Linked DNA regions of Mus musculus: region 1 is linked to region 2. Evidence: chromatin contacts called from public Hi-C data. All regions are on one chromosome and are shown on one strand. The core of a region is the stretch at or near the end of the contact, and the rest is flanking DNA. Distances in the headings are between cores, read along the strand shown.

What was found. A called contact is a pair of places that touch in the nucleus more often than the background predicts.
Region 1: a Hi-C map of rod photoreceptor shows a contact between it and region 2, with 2.7 times the contacts expected there. The contact joins the promoter of Impdh2 here to the enhancer-like site in region 2. A contact is called at or near these places in 4 of 39 promoter capture datasets (the C10 cell line, cranial neural crest, hippocampal neurons and 1 more), 7 of 484 Hi-C or Micro-C datasets (LSK cells, Th1 cells, embryonic stem cells and 3 more), 4 of 115 datasets of contacts at active chromatin or transcription factors (the 230-238 cell line, embryonic midbrain, large pre-B cells and 1 more) and 3 of 9 other capture datasets (adipose tissue, liver and pancreatic islet).

The regions. Positions count from the first base shown.
Region 1 is chr9:108,558,932-108,564,180 of GRCm38.p6, forward strand. Impdh2 (inosine monophosphate dehydrogenase 2) reads left to right here and starts at 1,505. Exons shown (of 14, transcript NM_011830.5): 1 at 1,505-1,700; 2 at 2,103-2,151; 3 at 2,666-2,767; 4 at 2,852-2,926; 5 at 3,243-3,449; 6 at 3,861-3,948; 7 at 4,205-4,404; 8 at 4,490-4,580; 9 at 4,665-4,760. The coding sequence starts at 1,603. It overlaps Qrich1 (glutamine-rich 1), which reads left to right. Exons shown (of 10, transcript NM_175143.5): 10 at 315-1,236. The coding sequence ends at 507.
Region 2 is chr9:108,361,497-108,366,118 of GRCm38.p6, forward strand. Usp4 (ubiquitin specific peptidase 4 (proto-oncogene)) reads left to right here. Exons shown (of 22, transcript NM_011678.2): 5 at 1,065-1,210; 6 at 1,341-1,402; 7 at 4,334-4,474. Among named protein-coding and RNA genes, the nearest start is that of Usp4, 16 kb to the left of the region's middle. Within about 2 kb of position 1,660, at least 4 of the 459 cell types and tissues checked have an H3K27ac peak or open chromatin away from gene starts, as enhancers often do. A contact at or near this core is called in rod photoreceptor, where this site is marked.

The sequences.
Region 1 (5,249 bases), core at 255-2,754, 200 kb after region 2:
GTACCTAATATAAAGCTGACACATGTTCCTTAAATTTTGAGTGGATGAGGGAATGGCTGTGAGACTGTTGGAGCACGCTGAGTACTGAAGAGGTACTGAGTACTGAAGAGGTACTGAGCCCAGAGAAGGTGGTTATTGGCCTTTGCTGCTGAGTTAAAAACAATGTGGGTAAACAGCTGGAGCTAGGTCTTCTAGATGCTTATCTGCTGCCAATGGGATATAGATAGATTTAAGTAGTTCAACCTGAAATTGTTTGGGAGGCTCAAACAGGAAGGGTTAGAATTATGCTATTACTTACTGAAATTCTTCTTCAGCCCTCAGAGTGTGAAAGGCCGAAATGACACCTTTTACCTGACACCTGAGCCAGTTGTAGCTCCCAACAGCCCAATCTGGTACTCAGTCCAGCCTATCAGCAGAGAACAGATGGGACAGATGCTGACCCGGATCCTGGTTATACGAGAAATCCAAGAAGCCATTGCCGTGGCCAATGCAACCACCATGCACTGAGGTGCCTCAGCTATAGGAAAAAAGATCCAGGAAAAACCAGACAGACTTTCACACTAAAGGAGAGGCCTCCACATTTTTTTTTAATTTGTAGTTATGATGCTTTTCAGGCTACTTCTGTTCAAAATGTAAAAGACGATATTGCCCTCTTTGCATCTTCATAAAATGGGCAGACCCCTGGTTCATAGGGATCTGGGTTTTCTGAGAACCTGGTGTCCTAGGAAGTGGTTGGCTTTTTCTTTTCTCTTTTTTTCTTTTGTCTGGGGCGTGGGGAAAGGAACTTGGACTGTATGGAGAGATACAGACCCTTCCCTTCCTCAGGGAAGATGGAGCTGCTGATGCATCAGCCTGTCACTCGGAATCGGCAAACTTTACTGACCACTCAGAGCCACATTTGTTTTTTGTTTTTTGTTTTTTTTTTTTGTAATGCTCAGACATAAACTTAACATCTTGATGGAAGAAGAATAAGGGGAACTTCAATTATGATTTTTATCCAGACAATTTCTATTACACCCTTCTTTATGACAAGTGACATAAAAGTTAAAGTAAAAACTTTACCATGCGCTTTTTTTTTTTTTTGGCCTAACATTGAGGCCTTAAAAATGAGGCTCCTGTGCCTGATGGAATTCTTGTAACATACACTTGTGTATCATATAAAGATACCACTCTTTCTCTTATGTATTCTTATTCTAGTTGTTTATTAAGAATGACAAGCACGTCTTTTCAACAAGCTACTGGAGAACGTGTCTTTATTTGGGGGAGGAGCTCTGCGGGGGCGGGGGAGTGGAAACAAAACTTAATTGAATGGGCCTGGATCCTGCTGTGGTGGGATGCGGGGAGGGGTGGGACAGGAAACAGGCCTTTGGCCTTGGGCCTGTGAGCTCGATAAGCACGTGGTTACCCAGCTCTGCCAGCTCCGCCTCTATACGGGGCGTGGCCCTCAGTACGCACGCCCTACGCCTGGCGTCATCGACGCACGCAACGTGTGACGGAATAATCTAGTTTATATTGGCGCGGTCCGGACGGCAGAGGCCTCTGCGGCGCGGTCCTCGGAGCGGCGCGGTTCTCGGAGCCACGCGTCTGTCTTCCTCCGTGGTCATGGCGGACTACCTGATTAGCGGAGGCACCTCTTACGTGCCGGACGACGGGCTCACAGCGCAGCAGCTCTTCAACTGCGGGGACGGCCTCACCTACAAGTGCGGGTCTAGGGCACCCATCGGGGCGAGGCGAGGGGCCGCACGCTGGCGAGAAGGCCGGATGAGGGAGGGCTTCATTGAAACTGGTGGGAGCGGATGGGGAACAGAATCCGGGAATTCCTTATCGCCGAAGACTAACTTCGACATATGTGAAGCAGGGGCAGGGGTTTAGAGGGTGATTTCAATAGTATTTAATACTTGAGTCGTGAGACACAGTTCTCTGGATATGTGGAATATGTTAGCGTGCACTAATGACACCTCGGTGGCATCCACCCAGTGACATTTTGCCTGTGTCACACTTGCTGGTACAACTCCCTGCTCAAGAGTTTTATGGGATGATATATGGAGTTGAAGTTTCTTGGTGTCACAAGCCTGAGAGACCTGCTTATTTCCCTCCTACAGTGATTTTCTCATTCTTCCTGGGTATATCGACTTCACTGCAGATCAGGTGGTGAGTAATAAGGCACTGGATTTTTGGTTTGGGGGGTTCCTTTTTTTTTTTTTTTTTTTTCTGAGACAGGGTTTCTCTGTATAGCCCTGGCTGTCCTGGAACTCACTCTGTAGACCAGGCTGGCCTTGAACTCAGAAATCCGCCTGCCTCTGCCTCCCAAGTGCTGGGATTAAAGGCGTGCGCTACTTCTGCCTGGCTCTATTTTGTTTTTGAGACAGCCTGCCTACATTACTTTGGCTGTTCCAGAAGTGGTTTTGTTGACCCTAATTATTAGTGTCAACGCTCAGTCTTGTTTCTGAGTGGGTACTGTTATTACAGTAGGCATGTGCCCCTGTACCCACTCTAGGAACTGGATTGGTAAATATCTAGGAGGGGTAAGATGCTGCTGTTCGTTACTGTGAGCTTACTGCACCAGGCTAGGCTTTGTGGTGAACATGGCAGCTCACCCAGGGCTCCTGGGATGGACCCTGAGGAATAAGCTGTATTTTCCTTTGCTGGTCCTTTTTCTCCTCAGGACTTGACGTCTGCTCTAACTAAGAAGATTACACTAAAGACCCCATTGGTTTCCTCACCCATGGACACTGTCACAGAGGCTGGAATGGCCATCGCGATGGCGGTAAGGCTTGAGCGCCATGGGTGCCATCTTATAGCCAAAGATTGTGTTTCTGTTTTATCACTTACTTGTGTGTTCGTCTTGTAGCTTACAGGAGGTATTGGTTTCATCCACCACAACTGCACACCTGAATTCCAGGCCAATGAAGTTCGGAAAGTGAAGGTTAGAAGGCCAAGCATCATGGCCAAGAGTTGCTGGGAATTAGAGGCGTGGGGTGGAAGTGGAGGGTTTGTTTTGCTAAGCGTCCTTTCTCCTGCTGTGAGCTTCAGCTACTGAGGAGGAAGACCCAAGACCCCATTTCTTAGCTAGAGCACGCACGGTGCTTCCAGACCCCCTATGTCCATGTTTGAGCATTTCATTTCATTTGTTTCCGTGGCTCTGCTATACAGGACACTTAGGCATGGACCTCATCCTTTAGAACAGGGGCCTGATGACAGTGATATCAAAGATACAGTGACCTTCTCACCATTCCTTCCAGAAATACGAACAGGGATTCATCACTGACCCCGTGGTCCTTAGCCCCAAGGATCGTGTACGCGATGTTTTTGAGGCCAAAGCCAGGCATGGCTTCTGTGGTATCCCCATCACAGATACAGGCCGGATGGGGAGTCGATTGGTGGGCATCATCTCCTCAAGGGACATTGATTTCCTCAAGGAGGAAGAGCATGACCGGTTCTTGGAAGAGGTGGGTGCCACTGGCTGAGGAGAAACTAAGGTCTAAGCCCAGACTGGAGGAAGCATGCAGTTTCTTTTTACTTCTATGACACTGCTGACAGTCTCATTTCCTGTCCAAGGAAAATGCTCAGCTATGTTTCTTACTACTTCATGTGATCCCTGCATCCATCCCTTCTTCCTGCTGTGCCTCTGCTGTCTACATGTCTGTAACGTTTGTGCTTCCTTTCTTCGCCATGCTCTTGTGTGGTCCTCTCTAGAGAGGCTGCTCCTGCTGCTGTGTTCTCCATAACTACTGGCTGCCTCTCAGGAGGGGCGGCTCTGGTCATGTATGTGATCGTGGTGGTCTTTTGATAGTATAGTTTGACCTATGGGTAAAGGAGGGTCCTGGTCTGACTGGCCTTTGCCTCTTGACTCATCCTAGATCATGACTAAGAGGGAAGATTTGGTGGTCGCCCCTGCCGGCGTCACTCTGAAAGAGGCAAATGAGATTCTGCAGCGAAGTAAAAAGGGTGAGGCCTGGCCTACAAGGTGGAAAGGGGCTCAAATTATTTTATTTTTATTATTATTTTGGTTTTTCGAGACAGGGTTTCTCTGTGTAGTCCTGGCTGTCCTAGAACTCACTCTATAGACCAGGCTGGTCTCAAACTCAGAAATCCGCCTGCTTCTGCCTCCCGAGTTCTGGGATTAAAGGCGTGCGCCACCACCGCCCAGCTAGGGGCTCAAATTATATTCAGAACCGTGACTTGTTTCCTGCTCTGTCTTCAGGAAAGTTGCCCATTGTGAATGAAAATGATGAGCTGGTAGCCATCATTGCCCGGACAGACCTAAAGAAGAATCGTGATTACCCCCTGGCCTCCAAAGATGCCAAGAAGCAACTGCTGTGTGGGGCAGCCATTGGCACTCATGAGGATGACAAGTATAGGCTGGACTTACTGGCCCTTGCTGGTGTGGATGTAGTGGTTTTGGTAAGCTGCATTATAAATAAGGCAGGACTTAATGAGGTGATTGCCATATCATGGTGTAGCTAGTATTTCCTTCTTCCTGTTCTAGGACTCTTCCCAGGGAAACTCCATCTTCCAAATCAATATGATCAAATACATCAAGGAGAAGTATCCCAGTCTACAGGTCATTGGAGGCAATGGTAAGGGAAGACAGTACTGAGCGGGGGGAGATAATGCTCTCTGCCACGGGACCCTCCCTCATGAGCCTCTCTGTTTCACTGTAGTAGTCACTGCTGCGCAAGCCAAGAACCTCATAGATGCAGGTGTAGATGCTTTGCGAGTCGGCATGGGAAGTGGTTCCATCTGCATCACCCAGGAAGGTAAAACTACACTTTGATTTGGGCCGTTGGCTCTTAGGGGAAATTACACTAGACTCCTCCAACATGGGCAACTCTAGGGCCAAACGGGCCTCTTGGATGGGTGACATGGCTGGAAGCAAGACAAGTTCTTGTCATCCCTCACCTGCCACTCCCTGCCTAGCCTGGCCTCCTTGCTCCTGCTCTGTGCCCTCTCTAAACTCTGGTCTGTTTGTTTTATTTAGCGGCTCCCAAGATCCCACCAGACATAAAGTCCCACAGCCCCAAATGCCCTTCTACTGTCTCGGGCTGCTATAGTAAGTCCGGCCCGGCCCACTGGCCCGGCCCAGCTGCCCACTGCCCGGCTGCTTGGTTGATGTAGCTGTAGCTCCCAGGGTTTGTGGTGCTGTTGGGTGGGCAGGGCAAACAGATGTACAGACCATGGTTTGGGGGCTGCTTGAGACCACAGCTCCTTCCTAGGGTGCTCCTAGAGCAGGGCCTCCTTCCTAAGGC
Region 2 (4,622 bases), core at 410-2,909:
GGGGGCCATTGTCATTCAAACCACCACACTCTCTTTAACTCCAGTCCCATGGACCCACAGCCTCTGGCCTCTTGAGGGTATCAAACACATTTAGTGTACAAACATACATACAGTCAAAAACGCATTTATACATATAAAAATTAATTAAAAAAAAGAAACCCTAACAATCTCAGGGGAGAATGGCTGATTCTGTTTGGGTTGGTTGTTGTTTTGGGGAGCTGGGGGTCAATCTCAGGACCTTTCACTCATGCTGAGCAAGGGCTCTACACTAAACCACATCCTCTGTCCACTCTGCCTAGCACCCACTTTCTTTGAGATGAAGCCTTGCTGTGTAGCTCAGATGACCTCAAACTCATGATCCTGTGCATCATCAAATCCATTGCTAAACCATGGGCTGGGCTGTATGTATCCTGGCTCCGAGGTCACTTTTTCTTCCTTAAAACTTTATTACATCACTCCCCTTCTCTCTCCTTACTCCACCCCTCCCCTGCTCTCTCAGATCTCTCCTGTGGCCTCGCCCACTCCATCTAAAATTGGTGAAATAAACTCAGAAGGTTGTGTGTGTGTGTGTGTGTTTGTCTAACAGTAATGATCATAGAACAAGCTTCTCTTCTTGTTTGTTTTCTGAGACAGAAAGTTGTGTGCCACCACGACCTAGCTTCCAGTTTTCTAACTTTTATGTTACTTTTCTTTCTTTATCTTTTCATCTTTCTTCTTCCCTTCCTCTTTTTTTTTTTGTTTGTTTTTTTGAGTCAGGGTTTCTCTGTGTAGCCCTGGCTGTCCTGGAACTCACTCTGTAGACCAGGTTGGCCTAGAACTCAGAAATCTGCCTGCCTCTGCCTCCCAAGTGCTGGGATTAAAGGTGAGCACCACCACTACCCAGCTTGCCTTAACATGAGTTTTTCCTGACCTGATGACAAACAGAGCCAGCTGTAGTGGCGCATGCCTGTGTGGCAGTAGAAGGAGGGGGAGTTCAAGGCCACCCTCTGGTATTAGTGAATTCTAGGGTTTCTTTAACTTTATTTCTGGAGACAATCCTGAGTGATGTTTTTGCCTGTTCTTAGCAACTATTGAGAAGGAGATGAGGAAGCTCTTCAACATCCCTGCAGAACGTGAAACACGGCTTTGGAACAAATACATGAGCAACACCTATGAGCAGTTGAGCAAGCTAGACAACACTATCCAGGATGCTGGGCTGTACCAGGGTCAGGTAAGCGGGCCCAACCCATGCCCAGACAGGCAACTCTGACTGGGGTGTGTGTCATGAAGGCTTCTGGCAGTAAGCATGTCAGCAGTAGGGTTTGTTGCATTGTGCTCATCTGGTTTCCCCTTTCACTCAGGTGCTAGTAATTGAGCCCCAAAATGAAGATGGCACATGGCCCCGGCAGAGCCTGCAGTCAAAGTAAGTGAGTCTTCTCCCCCATGTACCTGGCTCATAGGTGCAGAGGAAGGGAAGAGGGAAGGCTTGTTCTGAAGTAGGTGGAAAGCCGGTTTCTCATTCCAAAGCCCCAGTTTTTAAGCAGCCTGCTTGACATTCATGCACGAAATAGCTGTCGGGATTCCGTCAGGACAAGAGATGGGGAGGGATCTGATATTGTGGCTCTGTGTGTGTGTGTGTGTGTGTGTGTGTGTGTGTGTGTGTTAAGCTCCTTTATTTTTCTACTTGTAGTTTAGAGGCTTTGAGAAAGGAAGGAGGATTAGGGTGAGGTCTTGGACGACGTAAGGGTGATAGCTTGCTCCTACTCGACTTTTCTGTGGCCTCTTACAGATTACAGCTCAGCTACTAAATTTGGATTCCAAGCACAGTTATGCCAGGAGATATTCATGTGGCTTGTGGAATTGTGCACCTTGCAGTAGAAAGTGATGGCTTTTCTCTAGGATGTAGTGCAGGGAAATAACATGAGTGTTTCCTGACCTGATGACAAACAGAGCCAGCTGTAGTGGCGCATACCTGTGTGGCAGGTAGAAGGAGGGGAGTTCAAGGCCACCCTCTGGTACTTAGTGAATTCTAGGCTAGCCTGATATATAGGAGACCATATCTACAAAACAAACAAACAAAAGCAAACCTGTGGCTGGGATGATGCCTCAGCAGGTCAGTTGCTTGCTATGCAAGCATGAAGACCAGAGTTCACATTCCCAGAACTCACTGTGTTGGGTGAGTGTGATAGCCTGCCTATAATCCTAGTGCACAGGAGCTGGAGGCAGGGATCTCTAGAGCAAGCTGTCCAGCCATTTAGCAGAAATGGTCTCACCCTGTATTCAGAGAGATCTGCCTCAGAAGGTGAAGAGCAGTGAAGGAAGACAACTAACATGAACCTCAGCTTCCACATGTATGTGTACACACATGCACGTTTCCCACATCTATGCATATGCAAAACAAAACAAAACAAAACAAAAGTTTAGTAGAAAACACTGTATTGCCACAAAATGTTTGTCCTTATTACAGAACTTAGACTGCTTTGCAGGTGTGATTAAATTAATTATGTTGAAATCAAGAGACTCTCCAGGTGGACCCATTGTAATCATGAGACTCCCTGGAGGTGAGAGGGAAGCTGGAGAGTCATAGTAGGTATGCAATCAGAAGCAGAGGCGAAGCAGTCAAGTGTGAGAAAAGCTTTACTGACTCAGCCAGGACATGGGAACGAACGCCTCTACAAGGATCTAGGGACTGCTGAGAACTGTAACTGGGACATCTTGACTTGAACTCAGACCTCCTTTGGGTTTTTTTTTTTTTTTGTATATGTGAATGGGCATTTTGCTTGTATGTATATCTGTGTATTATGTGTGTGCCTGGTGCTAGAAGAGGGTATTGGATTCCCTGGCCTGGAGTTGCAGGTGGTTGTAATCGTATGGATGCTGAGTCCTCTGCAGAAGCAGCAAGTGCTCTTGGTCATGGGAGCCTCTCTGCAGCCCTCCTTAGACTTTCACATCTATGCTTTTATGAGAACTCAGCTGGGTTGTCTGAAGCCCCTGACTGAGTGACACCTGTAACAGAACAGTAGGAAACAGTGGGCAAGTGCAAGCTGGACTGCCCCCCTCTTCACCAGAGTGCACAAAGCAGACAGCAGCCTCCAGCCTGTGGATCCTCCAGGGCTTGCACAGGGGTCGCCTGTGACCATGGGAAAACACAAGCAAAATTACAGTTACGAAGTACAATGAAAATAATTTTATGGTTGGGGGTCACCCCAGACTGAGGAACTGTGATAAGGGTGTGAACACTGCCAGGCAGTGGTGGTGCACACTGTTAATCCCAGCACTTGGAAGGCAGAGGCAGAGGGATTTCTGAGTTCGAAACCAGCCTGGTCTGCAGAGTGAGTTCCAAAACAGCCAGGGCTACACAGAGAAACCCTGTCAGAGTGTGACCATTAGGAATGGTGAGAACCACTGCTCTAGAGAAAACCCTCTAGGTGCTCAGCTTGTAGCCTGGGAGGTACAGGTGGTAACCCAGGCAGAGGCAGGCTGGCTGGCCTGGCCTTTGGACCTCTGTCTTCTTGGTTTTCCTTCTCCCTATCCACCCCACACTCTGAAGCCTAAGAATTTTCACTAAGGGAGACAGCTTTTGAAAACGTAGCAGTGCCTCCTTGAGACTCCATGAAGGGTAGAGTCTCTTGGAGTGGTGTGGTTGATCAAGAGTGAGCATAGAGTGGAGTGAGGTGCATTCTCTGATCTCTGGTGCAGTACCAGATATTGTTGTGCATGAGGATACAGCCATAAAGTGAACAGTTTGTTGGGTCAGGAAAGGAGATCAATAGGAAAAGTACTTGTGCCCACCGATTCATAAGCAATATAGAAAAAATTGAAGGAGAGAATTATCAAGCTCTAGGAGTTAGAATGGGGAGGACTTAACCTGCTGAGCCATCACACGAGATGGACACACACACACATAGAATATATGTGAATGGATGAATGAATGGATGACTGTGTGTTCGTGTGTGTAAGTGCAGACACAGGCTTGTGGAGTCGAGGTTGACGTCAGAGGTCAGCCCACCTAGGTTCAGATGGGAATCTCTCTCAAGTTTGCTGCTGCCCACGCCACCCTAGATGACCGACCAGAGCTGGGCCCACAGACGTGACAAGTTCTCTCCGCTCTACTTCATAGCTCCTGCGTAGTGTGAAGACAGCGCTTTTGCAGCTTAACCGAGAGTGGGGAATGTTTTTCCTTCCCTTTTTCCTCTTTCCATATAGGCCAGATTGTCCTCAAGCTTTTTGATTCTGGGGATTCAAGTGTGAGCCATGAAGCACATTTAGGAATGTTTGAGACAAGACCTAAAGCAGTGAATTGGGCCTGTACTTTTAAAACAGTCAGTGTATTGTTTTTTGCTTCCCCTTCCAGATCAAGCACTGCACCTAGCAGAAATTTCACTACCTCTTCAAAACCATCCGCAAGTCCCTATTGCTCAGTGTCTGCCTCTCTCATTGCAAATGGTGATAGCACTAACAGCTCTGGGATGCACAGCTCCGGTGTCAGCAGGGGGTAAGAACAGGCCTTTAACTGTGCTTTCCTTCCACTGCGTCCTTTCTCAGGGGGTACCTGGGCTGCTCATCTGTGCCTAAAATAAAGCTGTGGGATTAGAACTGCCTGCAAGAGCATGCTGCATGTGGCCTCCGCTCCAGCCCATTCC